Regions from separate parts of the Mus musculus genome. Here all the other regions are linked to region 6. A link is a contact called in public Hi-C, HiCAR-type, HiChIP or PLAC-seq and promoter capture Hi-C data. All regions are on one chromosome and are shown on one strand. Each heading gives the region's core, a stretch centred on a gene start, on an enhancer-like site or on the middle of the called end of the contact. The rest is flanking DNA. Distances are from core to core; before and after follow the strand shown. Region 1 holds the start of Dnajc13 (DnaJ heat shock protein family (Hsp40) member C13). Region 2 holds the start of Acad11 (acyl-Coenzyme A dehydrogenase family, member 11). Region 3 holds the start of Bfsp2 (beaded filament structural protein 2, phakinin). Region 4 holds the start of Nckipsd (NCK interacting protein with SH3 domain). Region 5 holds the start of Trex1 (three prime repair exonuclease 1). Region 6 holds the start of Pcbp4 (poly(rC) binding protein 4). Region 7 holds the start of Ip6k2 (inositol hexaphosphate kinase 2).

What was found. Promoter capture Hi-C pulls out the DNA fragments that hold promoters and counts their contacts. Hi-C and Micro-C count contacts between places; a contact is called where the count stands out from the background. HiCAR-type assays count read pairs that join an accessible place to other places. HiChIP or PLAC-seq counts read pairs in DNA pulled down with a chosen protein or histone mark.
Region 1: a contact with region 6 is called in a Hi-C map of CD8 T cells, with 8 times the contacts expected there. The contact joins the promoter of Dnajc13 here to the promoter of Pcbp4 in region 6. A contact is called at or near these places in 1 of 39 promoter capture datasets (pre-B cells), 1 of 484 Hi-C or Micro-C datasets (CD8 T cells), 1 of 115 datasets of contacts at active chromatin or transcription factors (astrocytes) and 1 of 9 other capture datasets (adipose tissue).
Region 2: a contact with region 6 is called in a HiCAR-type map of astrocytes, with 2.6 times the contacts expected there. The contact joins the promoter of Acad11 here to the promoter of Pcbp4 in region 6. A contact is called at or near these places in 1 of 39 promoter capture datasets (pre-B cells) and 1 of 115 datasets of contacts at active chromatin or transcription factors (astrocytes).
Region 3: a promoter capture Hi-C map of liver shows a contact between it and region 6, with 2.8 times the contacts expected there. The contact joins the promoter of Bfsp2 here to the promoter of Pcbp4 in region 6. A contact is called at or near these places in 3 of 39 promoter capture datasets (the C10 cell line, liver and pre-B cells).
Region 4: a promoter capture Hi-C map of liver shows a contact between it and region 6, with 5 times the contacts expected there. The contact joins the promoter of Nckipsd here to the promoter of Pcbp4 in region 6. A contact is called at or near these places in 3 of 39 promoter capture datasets (hippocampal neurons, liver and pre-B cells), 1 of 484 Hi-C or Micro-C datasets (embryonic stem cells), 1 of 115 datasets of contacts at active chromatin or transcription factors (astrocytes) and 1 of 9 other capture datasets (liver).
Region 5: a contact with region 6 is called in an H3K27ac HiChIP or PLAC-seq map of thymic regulatory T cells, with 11 times the contacts expected there. The contact joins the promoter of Trex1 here to the promoter of Pcbp4 in region 6. A contact is called at or near these places in 3 of 39 promoter capture datasets (liver and pre-B cells), 4 of 115 datasets of contacts at active chromatin or transcription factors (bone marrow-derived dendritic cells, memory CD8 T cells, regulatory T cell precursor and 1 more) and 2 of 9 other capture datasets (liver and pancreatic islet).
Region 7: a Hi-C map of B cells shows a contact between it and region 6, with 5 read pairs. The contact joins the promoter of Ip6k2 here to the promoter of Pcbp4 in region 6. A contact is called at or near these places in 2 of 39 promoter capture datasets (liver and pre-B cells) and 1 of 484 Hi-C or Micro-C datasets (B cells).

The regions. Positions count from the first base shown.
Region 1 is chr9:104,261,559-104,264,480 of GRCm38.p6, forward strand. Dnajc13 (DnaJ heat shock protein family (Hsp40) member C13) reads right to left here and starts at 1,372. Exons shown (of 56, transcript NM_001163026.1): 1 at 1,141-1,372.
Region 2 is chr9:104,062,336-104,065,035 of GRCm38.p6, forward strand. Acad11 (acyl-Coenzyme A dehydrogenase family, member 11) reads left to right here and starts at 1,389. Exons shown (of 20, transcript NM_175324.4): 1 at 1,389-1,568. The coding sequence starts at 1,426. It overlaps Uba5 (ubiquitin-like modifier activating enzyme 5), which reads right to left and starts at 786. Exons shown (of 12, transcript NM_025692.3): 1 at 457-786. The coding sequence starts at 611.
Region 3 is chr9:103,478,788-103,481,548 of GRCm38.p6, forward strand. It overlaps Bfsp2 (beaded filament structural protein 2, phakinin), which reads right to left and starts at 1,461. Exons shown (of 7, transcript NM_001002896.3): 1 at 948-1,461. The coding sequence starts at 1,439. All of the region lies in intron 2 of Gm16252 (a long non-coding RNA gene), which reads left to right.
Region 4 is chr9:108,806,906-108,809,797 of GRCm38.p6, forward strand. Nckipsd (NCK interacting protein with SH3 domain) reads left to right here and starts at 1,475. Exons shown (of 13, transcript NM_030729.4): 1 at 1,475-1,749. The coding sequence starts at 1,579.
Region 5 is chr9:109,057,989-109,060,691 of GRCm38.p6, forward strand. It overlaps Trex1 (three prime repair exonuclease 1), which reads right to left and starts at 1,263. Exons shown (of 2, transcript NM_001012236.1): 1 at 1,201-1,263; 2 at 1-940. The coding sequence starts at 933. It overlaps Atrip (ATR interacting protein), which reads right to left. Exons shown (of 13, transcript NM_172774.3): 11 at 2,641-2,703; 12 at 2,275-2,524; 13 at 1,759-1,920. The coding sequence ends at 1,853. Atrip-trex1 (Atrip-Trex1 readthrough) reads right to left here. Exons shown (of 14, transcript NR_153412.1): 11 at 2,641-2,703; 12 at 2,275-2,524; 13 at 1,201-1,920; 14 at 1-940.
Region 6 is chr9:106,452,558-106,455,581 of GRCm38.p6, forward strand. Pcbp4 (poly(rC) binding protein 4) reads left to right here and starts at 1,281. Exons shown (of 13, transcript NM_021567.5): 1 at 1,281-1,450. It overlaps Abhd14b (abhydrolase domain containing 14b), which reads left to right. Exons shown (of 4, transcript NM_029631.3): 4 at 1-361.
Region 7 is chr9:108,782,386-108,785,085 of GRCm38.p6, forward strand. It overlaps Ip6k2 (inositol hexaphosphate kinase 2), which reads left to right and starts at 1,427. Exons shown (of 6, transcript NM_001379600.1): 1 at 1,427-1,485.

The sequences.
Region 1 (2,922 bases), core at 122-2,621, 2.2 Mb before region 6:
ATCCCTGTTTCTTAACTCTGGCTCCTCTTTTTCTCCTTTAATTTGTTTGTACTTCCTGTTTCCAAACAAATGTGAACTCAGTGTTTTCTCAACTAGGACTGGCGGTCCCGTCCCTGAACGTAATGTGGTATTAACAGCCAGAGCCACCATTTGCGATATTGCAACTTAAACATTGGTTTATACTATATATGAAAATTAAAGGGGCTTTTATGCTGTAAGCTAAATTAAGTTAAACAATGAGGCACTAGAAACAACAACAACAAAAAAAAAAACTAAACTATAGAATAAACGGGAAAAGCAGATCGTGGAAGTAAAAAATCACTACTTTGGGAGTTCATCTCTGTGTTAGGGGGCGATTTTTATTTACATCATCCTTCCACCAAGTGATTAGGGAAACGGTTTCAAGGTAAGAGTGGCTAATTTAGCATCTTACAATAGGGGTTTTTTGGGGGGCGGGGGCACGCAGGTGTACTCTCAACACCCACTTCATTGGGCGTCCAAAGTGCTGCTTCACCTACACCAAAAGCCGCGTTCAGAGGTGAAATCACAGCCCAGCACGGGCAACAGTGAACAGGCCAGGCTACTTTACAAGAAGGAAAAGCCTTGGGGGGAAAACTTGGTGTTTGATAAAGGACTTGAGGAAGAGAACAGCAGCTGCCCCTCCTTTCCCATCAAATCGAAACAAAACTGAGACGAGGAAAAAAGAAAGAAAAAAAAAAAAAAATCGAGTCTACGCGGGACCCCAGAGGAAGGAAGCAGGACCGCTAACCTAAGAAAACCGGAGGCGCCGGCATCCAGGAGGGAATCCCGAGGGCGGAGCCCACAGGGGAAGGAGGTGTGGAGTTGAGTCGGGGAGAGTTGCCGAGAGAAGTGGGGGACAGGGATAGTGATGGGAGAAAAGACGGCCAGGCAGAGAGAGGGGTGGGGCTGCCGGGCAGTGCCCCGGGCAAATGTCACTCAGAGCCGGGGGAGGGGAGGGTCCGAGCGCAGGGATCCCTGGACGGAGGATCGCGGCTTCAGCAGGTTCGAGCCACACACAGCAGCTTAACGCCGCCCGCTCTGGGGTCCCTGCCCGGAGCCCCCGGGTCCCCGAAGGTGGGAAGCGGCATCGCAGAAACCCAGAGCCGGAGGCGGCTTTACCTTCGCAGGAGGCTGGAGGCGCTCCAGCCCGAGCTCCGCCCGCCGCCGGCTCCACGTCTTGAGTAGGATGGAGGCGCCGCCGGCCCCGTCCCCTCTCGCTTTCCTTTTCCCCGCCGGGGCCTGTCGCCGCGGGTTCCTGCGCCGCGGCCCCCACCCCTCCGCTCCTCCCTCTGCCTCTCAGAGGCTCGCCCTGGACGCCGCCATCTTCCACCAGGCTTGCGAGCGCTGAACCCTAACGCGCGTGCGTGGCCGCCGCCCCGGCCGTCACGAGACCCTGTCAGCTGACCTCGGCGCTTCCGCCTCGCGCCCCGCCCTCGGGAGCACTGTGCTCCCTCCCTCGGTGGCCCATTCGCCGTCTTCCGGGAAGCGCCGCGTGCGCGCCGCCCGCCGTTCCGCCTCTCGGGAAGTACGCGTGCGCTTAGCGAAAGAGAGCCTTGGCCCAAGCAGAAGGCGAGGCGCCACGCCCCCTGGAGCGGTCCGAGAGGCCACGCCCCCTGAATCCCTGGAGACACGCCTCTCAGCCAGACGCTGGCATTGGCTACTGTAACTCTGCAAAGGAGCAGCTCTGTTACCTAGCCCTAGTCTTCAGTGTCCTGGCGCATCCACGAAGCCGTCGAAAGCCTCAGTGCGCATCTCTGGTTTAGCTGCATCGTGGGCATAACTTTTACTCGCTACTGACACACCCTGAACGCGGATTTAAGTTTTGAGTGTTCAGGGAGATAATGGAGACCGAAGCCTCAGAGGTCAAAGGCCTTTGCGGGTGAAGTGTTGGGACAGTTAACACTGCTGCCTTCCTGGACCTCTGATCCCAGAGCCAGGATTTAATTGGCCAACTACTTAAGGTCAATTAACTTGCAGCCGTCTGAGATAGGGATTATCCTCTATTTTCAGATAATAAATTGATGTGTAGTTCCACAGTAGTAGACTTAGTATTTGAGCTCAAGTAAGTTGACTCAAGAACTGCTCTCTGGATAGGAACTCACTGAAACTATATGAAGAGGGGAACTCAGGAGAGTGACAGTATCAGAATGAAACAAAGTTACAGATGACAATTGTGTCAGAGCTCTGAGCAACAGACGGTGTCTCATCTAAGATGTGAGAGGGGCAGACTACCCTCTAAAACGTGATTCTGTGGGGGGAAAAAAACTTGTATGGACACACAGTTCTAGGTTTAAATGCTCTGGTGAGCCTAATATTATTATTGTGTAGCAACCCTGGAACTGGAATTTCTCAGGGACCCCGTCTGTGGTTGAATCGTTTCATAGATGGAGGTTTTGGGATGAAAAACATGTAAAATGGTTTCTACAGACTTGACTTTTTGGCCGACTGACCCATTTGTGTTACTGGAGACGACTAGATTTTTCCTTAGGAAGGCTTTCCCACACTGTCCCAGTGAAATAAAAGTGCCTGTGAGCAGCCAGAAATGGCTTGCTTGGAAAGATGAGACCTGAAGTAGAGTGGAAAGGGGAAAAAACAACAATGAAAAACAAAACAAGATGCCCTTGGCCTATCCCAGGGTAATAAAAGCATGTGCTTACGTGGCTTTGTATATGTTACAGACCCTTAGAGTATTGCCAGAACTAGGTGTGGGCGGTCCTATTTCTATTTGGTAAAAAAGGCTGACCCAGAGTTCCTAAGTGACTAAATCAAGGTGAGGTTCATCCAAAAGGTTGAGCCGAGATTTGGCCCCAGACTGTAACACCCAGGTCATCAAACTACTAAACCCTTGACACTGCCTCTCTATTTAATATTTGGAACCAAATAAATGGATTCTCAGAGGTG
Region 2 (2,700 bases), core at 139-2,638, 2.4 Mb before region 6:
ACATGAGATATTATACTCTGACAGAGCTTTCTATGCATCAGCCGATGCAGAGCCAGGTAGACTAATAAAGATAATGGTGACAGGAAACTGGGTACAGGACAGCAGGCAGAAGAGCTCCACCATATGGATGGATGGCTTGGATTGTTTGTTTTTTTTTAATAAAATGTTATTTTCCTTCCTTGCAGAAAAAAAGGGGTCTCACTACACAGCCCAAAGTGGCCTACAACTCCTGTAGCCCAGACTGACCTGGACCTCACGACAACCCCCTCTACCTCACCCTCCCGAATGCTACGATGAATCGTGAGCCAACTCGCTTGGTGAAGAATATCTTCTGACTAGCATAAGACATGGCCTTGCCCATCTGGGAACTGGACCTCCACAGCAGGAAAGGAGCGGCAGGAGGCCGGCTGAATCCCTCGCGCGGAGCGTGGCCCTGCCCGCCCCGTCATGGATCACCTGTAGGGATTGGAATCCAACACCTCGTCGCTCATCTCCTGGATGCGGGTCCGGCCGCAGTGGCCGTCCCCTCCAGAGCGCCGGGTTCTCTCCCGGGCGAGTTCCTGCTCCAGCTCCTCAACCCGCTGTCGCAGCCGCTCCACCGAGTCGGCCATGGCTGGGCTCCCGGTGGCCTCCGATCCCAGGCCGGACCGCCGCCGTCGCCGTCGTCGCCGCCTCCCCACGCTGCCTCGCTGGGCCCACGAAGCGCAGGAGGAACAGACACAGCCTTCCAGGTCCAGACACCGGCGAAGCGGCTCCAAGGCTCCCAGTAAGACACGTCTCCGGCACGCCCACCGGGCTTCCGGCGTGCCACTTCCGGTGCGCCGCCGCCATCGCTCCGCTCGGTAAAAAAAAAAAAAAAATAATAATAATAAATAAAAACACTCCTCAAAACACTTAGCTTTCTTCTCTAGAACCAAGACCCAGGTCTCAGCAGAGCCAGCATCATATGTGTCCAGATCAAGTCGACGGCCATTCCGTCTTTCCTATCTAGGAGGCCATGAGAAACACCAGGGTCTTTTAATGCAGGCTCAAGGTTCTGGCGGACTCTCTTCTTGCACGGACCGCACAGGTCTTCCGCTGGCGCGTCCTTAGTCTAGGGTGACAGCTGTTTGTCTTCATTCGCCAGAGTCACGTTTGCGACCTTGTTTTTCTATAAGACTGAGGACTCCAGCTCTGACGCTGAGGGTAAATTCTAAGTCTGGTCCCACAACAGGCAATTCTTTTATTTCTCCACCAGACTCCGAGTCCCAGACTCCGCCTCCCACATGGCTTTGCAGCAACACTGCCCAGAGTCCCGGTGATTGGCTTCTCCTAAGCCCCGCCCGACCACGCCCCCCCCCCCCCCCCCCCAAGTGCCGGTCTCCTTTCTGCCTTGGCGCAACCTCCGTACAGTCTGTGGATTCCTCGGTGACAACAGTGGCGGTCATGGAGACGGATGTCACCAGTGACACCGTGGAAGTGCTACCCCAGCACAAGTTCGACCTCAGGTCCCTGGAGGCCTACCTGAATCAGCACTTGCCGGGCTTTGGGTCAGATTCCCGGGCTGTGCTGACTGTTACTCAATACAGGTATCAACCATAGCCTTTGCCTCCTGGGAACATGTCTGTGCTTGGTGCTTCGCTTCCTTTGGCCCTGGGTGGGTGTCTCATTTGCCCGGTCGGGATTTCTTTCCCTGCAAGGATGCTTCCTGGATAATTTGTACTCGAATCCCAGGCTAGTCTGAATTAGAGGGCAGGAGCAGAGGTGCAGTATCCATTATGCAGTGCAGTCTTGTTAAGGACTAAAATTATGTGTCTAATTCACCGAGAGTGTTGCGGCTGAACACTCTTGAATTCCTAATAGATATCTTCTGTGACCTTCTGTGCTACAATCTAAAGATCAGTTTCTGAGGGGCTGGTGCCATTTTGTTTAATTGACCTTAGTCACCTGGGGCTAGGTTAATAATACCAGCTAAAATATACCAATTCGATTCTAGACATTCCACTTCACTGTTTTTAGCACCACTTAAGGCCTAAGTTCTTGAAGCAAGGGAATTAAACGGGAGGAGGTGACTCCAAGAATACCTTTCCCCACTGACAAGTGAATCTGGTTTTAGTCTGGTGTTTTGTAAATAGAGAGGGTATTTTTTGTTTGGTTTTTGATTTTTGTTTTTTTTTTACTTTTATACAGTTCCAGTATAAAACCATTTCATATGGTTTCAGTAAACTGTGCCTGGCCTTTCTATCTGGGGATTTAACTGTAACATAAATTCAGAGATCAAAGTTCCTTTCCTGTAATATTTGCCTGTATCCATTAGTCTTGATAAAGAAATGAAGTGATTTAGGTGAAAGGACTTAAGCATTGAAATATCCGTGGAGAGGTGGAATAAGTAATAGTTGACACTTCTAAACTTAATACTTTGTGTTGTAAACAGACTGAAGCAGGTCAAAGTTCACATTTCAGTGATTAGTTCACTCTGTGGAATTTGGCCAGCTTATTGTCCTGCTTTCAGATAAAGGTTATATATGTTCACATTACTGTGGTCCTGTGCAGACTTAAAATAATTCTGAATTAAGTTGATGTTCACCAAAATCATGCTCAATACATGAAATTAGTTGTGATACAAAAAAAAGTACTTCTGAAGTCAAACCTAGGGCTACATGGCTTTAATCCCAACAATCTAAAGATCCCTGGAGATTGGAGGCTGAGGAAAAATGATTG
Region 3 (2,761 bases), core at 211-2,710, 3.0 Mb before region 6:
TGTGGGTGGTGCCATCTCTGGGCTGGTGGTCTTGGTTAAGAGAGCAGGCTGAGAAAGCCAGGGGAAGCAAGCCAGTAAAGAACGTCCCTCCATGCCTCTGCATCAGCTCCTGCTTCCTGGCCTGCTTGAGTTCCAGTCCTGACTTTCTTGGTGATGAACAGCAGTATGGAAGTATAAGCTGAATAAACCCTTTCCTCCCCAACTTGCTTCTTGGTCATGATGTTTGTGCAGGAATAGAAACCCTGACAATCCCGTATACCCATTTTATCTGGATATAGAAGCACCCCTCCATTTATTTAGTAGTTATGTAAACTAGCACATCCACTCAATGGTATTGGGTTCTTTGATGGCTTGAAAACCATCAAAGTGACAGAGGCAACCCCAGATAGCAGGACAAGTGTAACTCTGAGGAAAGAAAATCCAGGGTCAGATATCTGCTGCATCTTGCCAATATAGTGGTTCTTAACCTTCCTAACACTGCGACCCTTTAGTACAGTTCCTCATGTTGTGGTGACCCCCTAGCCATAAAATTATTGCTACTTCCTAACTGTACTCTTGCTACTGTTATGACTCATAATGTAGACATCTGATATGCAGGATATCTGCATGTGACTCCCAAAGGGGCTGAGACCCACAGGTTGAGAACAGCTGCTCAATTAGCTGGTGAACTGGGGGACCTTGTGTTTCTCATCTGAAAACTGTATGTGGTGAGAGATTGGTTACAGAACATTGTTGGAAATTTTTTTTGGGGGGGTTGCATTATGCCTAGGGGGTCCTGGCTCCTGGTCAGCCTTAGTGAATGGCAGCCAGTGTTAACACTAGACCATCAGTTTTGGTATGGAAGAGATCTACTTCCCTGGCCTCTGATCACCCACCATCTTTGCTGCTACCTTCACCATCCCCTCTCAGACCTCTAGCAAGCCTCTAGACACAGCTGGGGGACTTACCTGCTGGTAGCTGCTGGCCCAGGAGGCGCGGAGGGCATCCCAGCCTCCAGAGCTCTTGGCCTTGCTCTCCAGGTGAGCCCGCAGTTGTGTTTCCAGTTCCTGGCTGACTTGCTCCAGAGCATGCACCTTGGTCATATATTCCACTAGGCAGCCCCCCAGGTCCTCAACAGTAGTGTGATCCCTTTCTGGGCCCGGAGCAGGCACGTTGGCAAGGCCTGAACTCCGCAGGCCCTGTAGAAAGACACTGCTGATGCCCAGGGCCCGGCGGGTCACTCGGGCACCGAGACCACCTATGCCACCACTGGGTGCGACTCCTACATAGACCCCAGGGGCACGGACGAGGCTACCCACAGCACTGGTCCTGGATGCTGGGGGGCTATCCAGGGAGGATGGAGAGTGTGTTCCCCTGAGGGATGACACCCTGTGCCTCTGCACGGGCATGCTGGAGTTGGTTCCCGAGGGCAAGTCCGCTGCCACTCTCCTCTTGCTCATCCTCTCTGCCTCTGTGGTGCCTGGCAGGTTTACAGGGTCCAGGGGCTTTTGGTTGCCAGCCCCAGCCTGGTCATGGGCCTCTCTGGAAGCTTCCCTGTCCCGTGTTCTTTGTCTACTGCCTTCCATGAGCTTCGGGCATTCATTGAGCTGGAAGAGAACCGCCCCACCAGCCTGTGAGAGGCACACAGGCATTCTCTGTTGCTGGGTCATGTGCCCAGCCGTCCAGACTTTTCTGGGGTGGGGGTGGGGGTGGGGGTGGGGTGTAGCAGTGCAGCCTGTGGGAATGGATCATCTAGATTTGCCTATTTCTTTTTAGAAATGGTCTCTAATGTAGATAAGCCTCAAAATCCTTATGCAGCCAGGATGACTTTAAATTTTTGATTCTTCTGCCTCCAATTCCTGCAATAGAATCCAGGGTCTCATGCATACTATGAACCCCAGTCCATGGCTTTTATTATGTCACTACCACAGAGAGGGCCAGGCAGGCAACAAACTGTCCCTACTTCACTGGTGAGCAAACAGGCTACAGAACCTTAGATGACACGTGTTCTGATATCCATATCTCACACTACAAGCTGGGACTCCGTGTAAGGGCCTCTGGGCTAATTACAGAGGATGTCCGCATCTCTTTGTGTATGCATGTGTGCAGGTGTGTGCGCGCACAAAGGAGCCAGCCATGGAGGAAGGCAGCCCCACAGGCCCAAGGGAAACAAAGCAAGCCTGGTCATGCTTTCTTCCTTCAGGTCCAGTAGCCATTCCAGGCCCCTTCCAGCTCCGTCCTCCCCTCCCCCTCATGTCTGCCCTCTGACACTCTGCTTGTCAGCAGCTGGCCGTTGGCCATGTTTCTTCTCCTCTAGACCTTGTGGTACATGCTGCTTGATTGCTAACTCTGACACAGCCAGCAGACGTTTTAGGACCTGAGCTGCAGGGCAGCTGTTAGGCTCTGGTCTCCCTTCCACCTCTGTCACACCCTTTAATAAAACCAAGAAGGGAGAACAACAAAGGGATTTCTGGAAAGTACCCAGGGGTGCTCCAAGTTTGGGTTTTTTCAGCACCTCAGGTTTTTCTTTTCTTTTTATTTTATGTACATTGGTGATCTGACTGCATGCATATCTGTGTGAGGGTGTCAGATCCCCTGGAACAGGAGTTACAGATGGTTGTGAGTAGGCACCTCAGGTTTTAATCCTGGCCTTTGGCATCTTCCAAGTCACACTGTCAATGGTTATATCCCAATCACTTTGGGGGGCTAGAATGGTCCCTTCAGCCTGAGCATGACATAGCCCTAAAACACCATGTGCTGAGTGAGGTTTTAGTGTATTGAA
Region 4 (2,892 bases), core at 225-2,724, 2.4 Mb after region 6:
GTGTGTGTGCACTGCCAAAAATTGGCAGAAACATTTGATAAAGCCAGGGTCTGGATATCAAGTTCTTGTCTTGGCTGAGCCTTCTGGCAGCTCCCCACATCCCACTGGGCCTACCTCCACCATGCCTAAAAATAGATTAGCGAAGTCTAGGTGTAGTCTGGCTCATCTAAGTACTCAGGCAGAGGGAGTTGGATTGCTGTTAGTTTCAGGCCAGTTGGTGCTGCTAGTGTGACCTTGTCTTTAGGGGGAAAAAGCCAGGTGTGGTGGCACCTGCCCTAAGTCCCAGCATTTGGGAGGCAAAGGCAGATGGATCATTGGATTTAAGGCCAGCCTGGTCTACATGGTTCCAGAACAGCCAAAACTACACAGTGAGACCTTGCCTTGGAACATTGTCTGATGGTGTGTATATCCTGTGCTCCTTAGATTAGTGGAGAGTATGCAAGGATCCTTTAGGCCTTCTTCACTACGACCGAGGGATGCCAAGGATTTCAAAGATGTGGATGGCTAGGCTGAATATTAAACTGAAGGTCAGGGATGCTTTTTCTTTCTTTGAGACGGATTCTTACTATGAAGCCCAGGCTGGTCTTGATCTTGGCTTTCTACAGCTCTGCCTCCTGGATGCTGGGATCATGCCACCATTCAGAACTCAAAACATGCTTTTTAAACCTCATGTGTTCAGTCCCTACCCTATCAGCCTTCTGCCCTAACCATTTTTTTTCCCCAGTGCCATTTGTGATGTTGGGGCAGGACAGGGTTGGTAACAGACAGCCTTTTAAAACAGGAGATGCATGTATACACGCAGTTTGATTCGTTATGAGTAAATATGACCTTAGGTCATAGACTTAAATCCTTTTGTAACAACAAAAATGGCAAAAGGATAGTCATTGACAAGTTGGGGCGTGGTCCAGAAGGGAGTGTTCAAATAGAACAGATGCAAGACTCAAGATAGGAAAGAAGCCAGTATATATGAAGGGAGTGTATATGTGGTGGGTAGCAAAGATGCATTCTGGACAGTACAACCTGGTTTTGTCCCTTGCCCTCCACACTTGTCCACCACCTCAGCGACAGAGTAGGGACTTTGTACTAAGGCACTGTGAGGCCTAGATGCGCTGGGGAGACCCCTCCCCAGAAAGAACTTCCAAATGTCTGATCAGGATTCCTCAAAGCAAAACACCATATCCCCGTCCCCAGGGACGCACTGGCTATAAGCATCCTTCATCAGGAGGTGGGAAGGAACGCAGCGCTTGCACCTGAGCTGGGAAAGGAGGAGGAAAGCCAGGGAGAGGGAGTTAGGACCCTAAGTCAGCTGACTGGAGTCTGAGGCCTGAAGGAACTGGAGACTCCCACCCCGCCCCGCCAAACCTCTCTCGGCCGCGAGGGGGCGCGGCGCTCCAATACTGGAGCCGACTCGCTCCTGGGGCGGGGTTCCGGCGGTCGCGCATGCGCACGCGCGGCGTGTCACGGGGCGGGGCGGGGCAAGCGCCGGGCGGCGCGGCACTCAGGGCCTGGCTTCCCGGCACCGCAACCTTCGTCGCGTACCCAGCCCCGGCGCTTCGCGGCCCGGCCCGGCCCGGCCTCATGTACCGCGCGCTGTATGCGTTCCGCTCCGCGGAGCCGAACGCCATGGCGTTCGCTGCAGGCGAGACCTTCCTGGTGCTGGAGCGCAGCAGCACGCACTGGTGGTTAGCAGCACGGGCGCGCAGTGGCGAGACCGGGTACGTGCCGCCTGCCTACCTGCATCGCCTGCAGGTGAGTGTGTCCCTCCGTCCCAGGCCTCTCGACCGAACCCCTTCACCAGCACGCAGAACCGATCCAGGAAGCTCAGTCAGATTCTTCGGGACTTCTACCAGACAAGGAGGTTGAGACTCTGACCTTAAGTCCCAAGAGCCGTAAGGACTGAGACCCCTCCGGAAGGGCCGTCAACACCCACCCGAGACTAGGCCTTTGACATTTAACCGCAGGCCCGTGAAAAGCTTAATTCTGGAACAGGGACTCTCTGTCATCGATAATCAGAGCCTCCATCTGCATTGAATTCTCGAGCTGGATCCAGAGACTTCCAGTCCATTCATTATCCAAGTCCCTTAGACCTCCAAACCCTATTCGTTCCCCTTTCCTGAATCCCTAGGATGCCCATCTCCCATCAATCTGTAGCCTCCACCTTTAACTGTAAAGATCACCGTGCCCACCACTGACTGTGCCACCTCATACACCACCTGTTTCCTCAACCACCCTCCAGGTTCTTAGTCCCCACCCCACCCACACACTTGGACCCCAGAGCCACAGGCATTCCTGTCCCTTATGCGAGTCCCAATTCCTGTAGTATCTCTGTATCCCGAACCCGCCCACCTATCAAGCTCTCCCCAAGGACAATTCCCCAACCCTTCAGGAACCAAGGCCCCTGGCCCCTGCTGATAGACAAGGTTCCCTGGCACAGCCCCCACTTCTCCCAAGCCTCCACTCCTGACTTCTCTGGTTTCCTTCCTCTGAAATCTGGGCGCTCCATCCTGGAATGGGAGCTGTCCACACTGTGAGGAAGTGAGCCTCCTTCATGGTTTCCCGTTCTGAAGATGGCCTGGTCCCCTTCCAGTGGAGCCTGCTCCAGTTCCTGTTTGCTCAAGAGTAGTCCTGCTGCAGTGTCTCCAGCTAGCCTATTCTGACTGCAGGAGGAAGGGGACCCAGGGCAGTCTGGGCTATTCCAGACTCATAGTCCCTAGCTATGGAAACATCCTGTCCCAGCCCAGTTAAGGACAGAAATACTGTGATAAATTTGGAAATGTCATCTGGTCTTGCTAAAGACGAGGGACCCTTGGTTCTAGGGTCCTCCTCACAGACTCTCAGTCTCCTCTAGAGGTGTTCAGGTGAGAAAAATCTAAACTGTGTCACACCCAGCTC
Region 5 (2,703 bases), core at 13-2,512, 2.6 Mb after region 6:
TGAGGCCAGGAAGAGTCCATACAGAGTGGCTATTGCCAAGGTCAGGAGGGTCAGCAGGCTCAGTGGGGCCAGCAGCCCCTCCTGTGATGGGGCTTCTGGGACCTTCTCTGGAGGAGGACTCTTAGGTCGCCTGCTCCTGCCATTGCTGGGACTTCCATTGGCTGTGGCCAGGGGTGTAGTAGCTGTGGCAGCATGTGGCCTTAGGTTGGTTGTTCCAGTGGTAGCCGGAGTGCCGTACATGGGCTTGACGGTGCTAAAGGGCCGGGCATGTTCGTCCACCCACTGCAGTAGGGCCTGTGGCTTCCACTGACAGATGCTGAGCAGGGTTAGAACATCACCTTCAGCAGTATGTGAGTCTGTCGGTGCTTGCCAGTACAGGCGGGTGTAGATGCTGCCCAGGCTGTAGCTTTTCCTCGAACCATTCCCTGAGGGGCTGCTAGCTTGTTCCAAGGCCTTTAGGGCAGCGATGCTGTCCACACAGAAGGTACCATCTAGGGGACTGGGAGTGCTCAGCCTAGCAAGCTCTGTCTGGAGCAGAGGAAAGTCATAGCGGTCACCGTTGTGTGCCACAAGGCAGCAAGGCTGTGGCTGGCGCTGCAGGAAGGCTCGGAGCAGGATGGCCAGGTTGTCATCGAAGCGTTGACGCCCCTGTACTTCCAGCTCAGCTTTGCTCAGACCTGTGATCTCACTGGCCCCAGGGCTACAGGCTTTCCCTGGAGCAATGCACAGAGAGAGCTTGTCCACCACACGGGGCGGTCTGGGCACTGGAGGTGGATGTCCCTGAGAAATGGAAGTGTTCTCCAGAGCACGTCTGTGGACAGCCAGCAGGCACAGCTCTGTGACTTCGGGCCGAGACGAAGGCAGGCCAGTGGCTTCCAGGTCTAAGAAGATGAGGGTCTGCATGTGACCATGGGGCAGGGTCTGTGAGCCCATGCTGAACCTGGGGAGGAGATGGGGTAATGAGTAGCAGCAGGAAGGTCTCAAGTGGGCTGAGGTGGGGTGCAGAAAGGCAGCTCAGCCCTTCCCTTCAGCAGGTACTATCCAGGGCCACTAGAAGCTGGAGGGCAGGGTTGTTCTAGTGGGATGGATCCACTACTTATTTGCCTTTTGAGGGAGGCCCTTCCCCTAGTGCTGACTACCTTCAGGGTGAGGGAACCCTATTCTCTTCTGCCTTACCCCATACCCTTACTCCACACTTACCGAGAAGCAGGCAGCAAGGCACTCCGCTGGGTCTGCTGCTGGCAGCAGTGTGGCTGAGGAAGTAAAACTGCCTGGGTCCACCCATAGGCCTGCCTCCTGAACAGGGCCCGCCCTGCTGTTAGCCTGCCAGGCCTGGCCCTCGTGCTGACGCTCCTCCCTCCCTCCCCAAGCACCCCAAAGGCCTTCCTAGATCCATATCTGTGATCCTGCTGGCTGGTAAAATGGACTACTGCCCCAACACTGACAACTCAAACTGGGTTGTCTCTAGGATTCAAATGTGCCCGTGAGCCTCTGCCTTTTCTTGTCTTTCCCCCAGTCCTTGATCCAGGCCTTCCTAAAAAGGGCTGCCTCCTTGGCCACAAACGTACCCCTGCCCCCACCACGGCCCCCGCCCAAAGCTATGACTCAGGGTAATTCCCGAAGAGGGGCAGGGTTTTTCCTCAGGGCAGATCAGTTACCATGGGGGCCATCTCAACTCCAGCAGGAGTCATCTCATCAATTCTTGGTCTGCCCTGTCCCTCCCTCTCAGCCACACAAATCGGACTCAGGAAACAAAGCTTGTGTTCTCAGCAGGAAGTGCAGTTTTAATCAGTGGATATGGCAAAGACGGCGGTGGGAGCTGGCGCCACCTTGTGGCTGGATGCTCAGGCCCTCAGTTACAGTCCATCTCAGAGTCTTCCAAATCAGTCTCCGCAGCACAGAGGTCATCCAGGGCAGCCTCTGAGCCAAAAGGAAGAGGGGTCTGAGGTTAACTCGACAGCGTGGGGGCTTGGAGGCCCCCATGCTCCCTAGCGTCACAGGAACCAACCAGTCCCTTCTATGCACAGGCTTTGCTCCCTCAGCGACTGTGAGCAAAAGTGACACAAAGGCAATTCGGACAGATCTTTGTGGAAAACCATGGCTCAGCGAGGCCAATTCAATAGACACCATCAAATGGGAACCTGTCATACTCAAAGACCCAGAGCAGGAAGGTAATACCCATGTGCCAGGAATGGCTCTGGAGGCAAGGGGAGACTCATGGAAAGGAGTCTGACAGAGGCACACGAAGGCTAGGACAGTGTCGTGCTAGCTTACCTTCACAGTCAGTCACATCAGGAAGGGCTCGAATCAGCATGCTGACCCCTGGCATCACCTGGTCGTACTGATGCAGGACCTCGACACAGTGCACAGTGAAGAGCTTGTCCTTCTGAGATAGGCTATGCAGCAGCAGCACAGTGTCCCGCAGACAGCGTATCGTCTGCTTCTGCTGGTGGGTCCTTGGACCTCCTGCCCGCCGCACCGTCAGCCATTGCCTGTGCAACATCACAGTGAGCGCTCTGACTGCCTAGGGTGAGAGGGCACAGCCTGAGGTCCAGAGACTTACTCACCTCACCACTTCAAGATCAACAGGATTGCTCTTAACTAACTGAGCATCCATGATGCTGGTCTCTGGCCACTCACCTCTACATTGCAGTGACAGTCAGAACCAATGCCAGCGGGGGCAGGGCTCTGTACACTCAGCTT
Region 6 (3,024 bases), core at 31-2,530:
AGACAGAACCTTTCCCTTGGGAGCAGCACAGGGGTCCCACATTCTTGTGTAGTTTGCACAGGTACATGTGCAGTTTCCTGAAGGATGGAGGGAATCTTTGTAAACAGAGATCCACTTGCCAGGATAAAAATGTGGCCACCGCTAGATTTCTCTTACCTACCCGTTGCAACTGGTCCCAGACCAGAATGGCCTCCTCAGAAGGGGAGGTGCTCTTCAAATCTCCCTTAGGGGCTGCATACCTCCCCAGGTAATCAAGCACGGATCTTCTCAGCCAAGCCCATTTCCTGCCCTGAGGTTTGGGAGTGGGATAAGGAGAGGAGACCGACTTCGGAGGTCCCTGAAATAAAGTGATACAATTAGACCTCACATGCTTTTGCTGTCTCCGGAGCGCCGCCCCTCCCCCTTCCCCTTGGGACTGCCACTGTGGGCTCCTCCCCCACCCTGGCGGGACCAAATGGTCCCCCTGCCCTTTGTCCACTAGGCCAGATGGAGGGAAAGGGAGATTGGATTCCCCTCCCCACCCACATACATCCAGGTGCCAAGAGACTCAGCTGAGGGGGGAGGTGTAGGTCAGTGGGACCTATATGAGCCGATTACTGAAAGGGGGAGAATATCTGCTCTGAGATGGGGGAAGGGCAGGCTCAATTCCCCCCCCCCCCCACACACCCACCCACACACATATACACACACACACACAACCTATCCCTTTCCTAGTAAAGGAGTTAATGGCACTCTGACCCTAGCTCCAAAAGGAATTTGGCAGGAGATTGGAAGGATCACGGGACAGGTTGTTTAAGGGCCAAACGGCTCTCATGCCCCTCCTCCAGCTGGTCGGGTAGCCTCTCCTGGGAGGACCAGGACCAGGGTCGGACAGTGCGGACGCCGGAGGTAGCGGGTCTAGGTGGGCTGGACCCCGGAGTGAAGGATGGTGAAGAAGCAAGAGCCGGGGCAGGGCAGAGGGCTGTGGGACAGAAGCCGGGAGGCGCGGCCAGGACTGAGATGAAGGCTGCGGGGAGCTCCGCAGAAGCGCTGGGCGGGAAGGACAGGCCGGGAGAGAGCCATACAGGGAGGATCCGGGGCCCCTGGTGAGCCGCATGGGAAGGGTCCATCGCTCCCTCCCGGAAACGACGGATGCTCGGGGCGCCGGACCGCGCGGGGCGGGGCGGGGCGGGGCGGGGCGGGCGGCTGCGGCACTGGGGCTGCTGGGGCGGGCCCGCCGCGCTGTAATCGGATCCGGGGAGGGGGCGGGGCGGGGCCGGGCCAGGCGGGCCGGGGGGTGGGGGTGGGGGGGCGCGGAGCCGGGCTCCGGGCCGGCCGGGCTCCGCGCCTGTCAAACCCCTCATTGTTCGCAGCTGATGTCACTCGCAGTTGTGAGCGGCCGCCTTTCCCGGGGACAATGTGGGACTGAGCGGCCCAGCCGCTGCCGCCGCCGCAGAACAGCCCCAGCGAGGTAAGGCGCGGGCCGGGCGGGGCACCGCGGGCCATTGAAGTTTGGGGGTTCGCTGGGGGGGGGCGGGGAATCGGCTCCAGTGTGCACCCGATCGCGGTCCTGGGGGGGGGGGCGCTGCGAAGAACACGTTTTCTGTCCAATGCGGCTGAGGCCTGTACAGGTGGGGGGCGTTGGTTTTCCAGGGGAACACCCCACTACAGGGAGGGGTTTCTTGGACCTTGGGTACCAGGTTTGAAGCTCTCATCCTGTTTGCCGTTTCTGTCCTTTGAGCTCTCAGTTCTGGACCTCATGTCCCGGGTTCGGGTTCTACTTCGTCCCTGTTCTCATCTGCCACTCTCTGCAGCTCCTGGCTCTCACACACACCCCTTCCCATTCTCTGCAGTCCTTCGGGGAGCCAGACACAGACCTCCAGGCCAAGGTGGATGGAGATAGTTGGGAGCACAGTGTTCTCCCCCCTTCCTGTGGCTCTTCATCTCCAGCTCTGACCTAGCTTCTTGGCTGGGGTACTGGGGATGGAGGTGAAGGGACTCCGCCACATACTTAAACCTGGCCTTCAGGCATCCCTGGCTAGGAGAGGGAGGTGCCCACCTCCTCACACTCCTAAACCAGGCCCGCCATCTTGAGACCTGTGGCACCCAGAGCCCCGCCCCACCCCGGCACCCAAGGGAATGGTCCTCCAGGGGATGTACCTTGGTCCTTTCACACCCCTTCTCTCAGAATGTGTGGCTTTGGGTTCCCACCAAGCCAAAGACGTTACCTTCTCCCTGGACCAACAAGGCATGTGTCCCCAGGGTTCCTGTCTTCCCTATAAACACACTAAGCTTTGGTCAGGAGTTATCTCTGGCGTTCAGTGTTCAGTGGGGTCACCCTGGTGGCCTCAGGGCCAACATCTGGGAGGGTCTATTGTTTTTTCCATTTGAGAGTATTATCTTTCTAGGTCCTGGAACCCCTTCTTGTTTCAAAGCACCCCTATCCCAGCCCCCACCCCGTAGCCTTCATCAGCACGCAGGCTCAGGCTGCCCAAACACAAGGGGATTGTTCTCTTTGCATGCTCAGGGTGGGGGGCTGGGAGCGGGCGGCCCACACACCCTGGCAGGCCCAGGCTGCAGAGAGGATGGCTTGCCCCACCCTGTGTCCCCAGACAGGCTCTGTCCACCCGCCCACTCTCCTCCAGCCTCCATTCCCAGTTCCTAGCTCCTGAAGGAAAGAAAGAGCGCTAAGCTGTACAGGTGGACCCACGGGGTCTCCTGGCCTGCCCGACGCCTCCCATGCAGTCCGCTAAACAACCCCCTTCCTCCCTAGGCCTCTGGTTCCTCTCTTGATTGGTGAGGCTTTTCCAGTTGTGATTGGCTGAGCCCACCTCCATGCTGTGAAACCTATCTCACTCTCCAGGGTTCCTACCGGCTCCTCTTCCTGCTAGGGGACCCAGTCTGGTTGCCCGGATTTCTCAAATTCCTCACTTCAGCAACGTGCCCAGGGAGCCCAGCAGAAACAGGGGCTGGGATGGTAAATGAACTCGGAACTTGGAGTGCTAACCAGGCATGGCCTAACTCTGCCCACGTGCTCAGTCCCCG
Region 7 (2,700 bases), core at 177-2,676, 2.3 Mb after region 6:
CGGAAACAGTCAAGGAACACACACAGCCAGAGGGCAGGCTGTCTATCAACAGCTGAACACTGAACCAGGAAGAGCCTGAACTGGGCAAACACTTTTGGGGTCGATTAACATGAAGTTGGCATTTAAACCTGAAACCTGGGCCTCTCGGTTCATGCCTGTAATCCCAGTAAGAGGAAGGTTGATGCTGAAGAATTGCCTTAATTTTGAGGCCAGCCTGGGCTACAGAGAGGGATCTGGACTCAATTAGTTAATATTTTAAAAACAAAACCACGACCCGGGGTAAGTGGGTATAGACAGAGAGGAAAAAATGTGAAAAAGAAAAACTAGACAGAACTGAACACAGAGCCATGAAGGCCTCAAGGGAAGGCGATTCCAAGAGGAACCTGTTGGTAATAGGAGTTTCTCTTGTCCACCTTTAGAAAGCAGGGATTAAAAAAATCTGTTTACTGCACTCACTGCAGAGTGTAGGTGCTTAATAAATACTTCAGTTTTAAAAACCTATGAGCTACATCTTTGCTAATGCCCAGGATGCAGGGTTACAACTCTGGCATCCTTTACAGAAAGGCCAATAGCCAAGAAGGAGGTCATCCCATGCCCATGGTTCCCATCGTGCTCCTTGCCTTTCCTGGCTGCGCTGACACTCGTTCACTCATGCAGGAGACCTTCTGAATGACACAGGCTCCAGACAAAGGAGTCTTGGATGAGCTCTATGCTCCAGACCTATCAATTTACCGAGGACCCTATACATCCCTCTGATCAGACTTCTATTGGCTTTTATCTTGTCTGTCTGTCCACTCATCTGTTCACCTGTCTAAACATTTTTTAAAAATTATTATAGTGTGTGTGGTGTGAGTGTGTGTTTGTGAGTGAGAGAGAGACAGAGACAAAGAGCCAGAGAGAAACAGAGCAACGGCTTGACCTGTTGAGCCGTCTTACTGGCCTCCTATAGAGCCATGTATTTGTCTATCGTCTGTAGTCATTCTCTCTGTTCCCTGCTGCTATCCCTTTATCCATCTTAGCGACATGTAGTTCTGTCCATCCATCTGCTAGGTTGACCAGCTTTGCAGTTTATCACAGAATGAATACTGGCCTTGACATTCCTGTATCCTAGGAAACTCCCCAGTGCGGGGCAAACCAGGACTGTCTGTCCATCCACCCTTACCCTAGGCATCCTGCAATCGATCCATTTGGCACACAGCCCATCAGTTACTTCAACTCCAGAACAGACTGGCCACCCTCCTCACTCAGGACAACGCCCCGCCTCTTCCCGCCCCTTGCCCATTCAGGAAGCCGCCCCAAGCGAATCCCGGCGCCCTAGCAACAGTCTTCCAGGCCGCCCAGTCCGCTTGCGCGGCTTCGGGTGCGAGCCAATAGCGAGGGGCCCTGGGAGCGAGGTTGGGGGGCGGGGCTGAGCGCGGCCGCAGCCATTTTGGTGGAAGAGAAACAATAGGACGGAAGCGTCGCGGGACTGGGCTGTGGCCGCAGGTAACGCCCGCCCCGCCCGGCCCGTGGCCCTGTCACCCCGGGGCTCAGGGGAAGAGGTTTTCGGTGCTGGTAGCGGCCGGGCTCCGGGATCCCTGGGAGGCTTGGGTTTGTGAAGGGGGTCCTATGGCTGTCATTGAGAAGCGGTCTCCCCCTTTTTTTGTGTAGTCATCCCTTCCCTATTTACGGGGGGCCATTGTACCTTGCAGTTACTGGGGAGAGTAGCGTTGCCCACCGAGACGGGGCAGAATCTTCCCCCCGGCATTGGAGGGTCTCCCGGAACCGGGGGAGGGGAGGGGGCGGGGGACGACGACAGTGTCTTTCTCCGGTTTTGAAGCGGTCTCCCTGGGTCTTCCGGTGGAGGACAGGATCTCTGGTCTCACAGAGGTCCCCCGGCCACGATCTCCCTGGTCTTTGAGGATGGGGTCTTTATCTTTGGATGGAAGGGTCAGCCCGGATCCTCAGGTACTGTTGTTACCTGGGCCTGCAGATGTGCAGCCATTTTGGGTGTTGAACGTCAGTTGTGCCAGTCAGCTCCTCTTTGATCCCGGAAAGGCGGGGGAGAGGGTGATCTGCGCATCCAACCTTATTGGTTTTTTTTTTTTCCCCTTCTTCTCCTTTAAGATCTTAAAATGGATCAGAAGGTGTCTTCTTTTTTCTTCTTCTTATGCTGATGCTCCTACCACGAGTGGGATTTTATTCATATTTGATAACAAGACTGCATCTATCTTCTGCATCCTTCCTAATGACTTGATTCGTTTTTAGGATTTTAATTTCTATCAAATATCAAGAAAGCTGTACTAGCGGGAAAATGGGGAAAAATGTAGGAACTGGTGAAATCTAGGGCTCTTCTTACACGCGAAAGGAAATAGAGCTAGTCATCGCATGTAAATAAACATTTTGTTAGCAGAAATGTACATAGAGCAAGAACAAAATAATTTCGAATATTTGTAAGAAAAAGTACTGAAGGGATCCAGAGGCAGTGGGAGGGGGATAAGAAGGGACCAGGGGGATGGATATGGTCAAAATACATTGTATACATGTTTGGAATTGTCAACTAATAAATATTTATGAAAATAAAAAGATCCAAAAGAAAGAAGCCCTGGCAGTTTTGAAACAGCAAATATGATGCAGACAAACATTTTGAAAAATTTAAAGGACCTTCCTTGTTGACAGCATTGTTGTTGATTTTCAGTATTTAAAATGTTTGCTGTATTT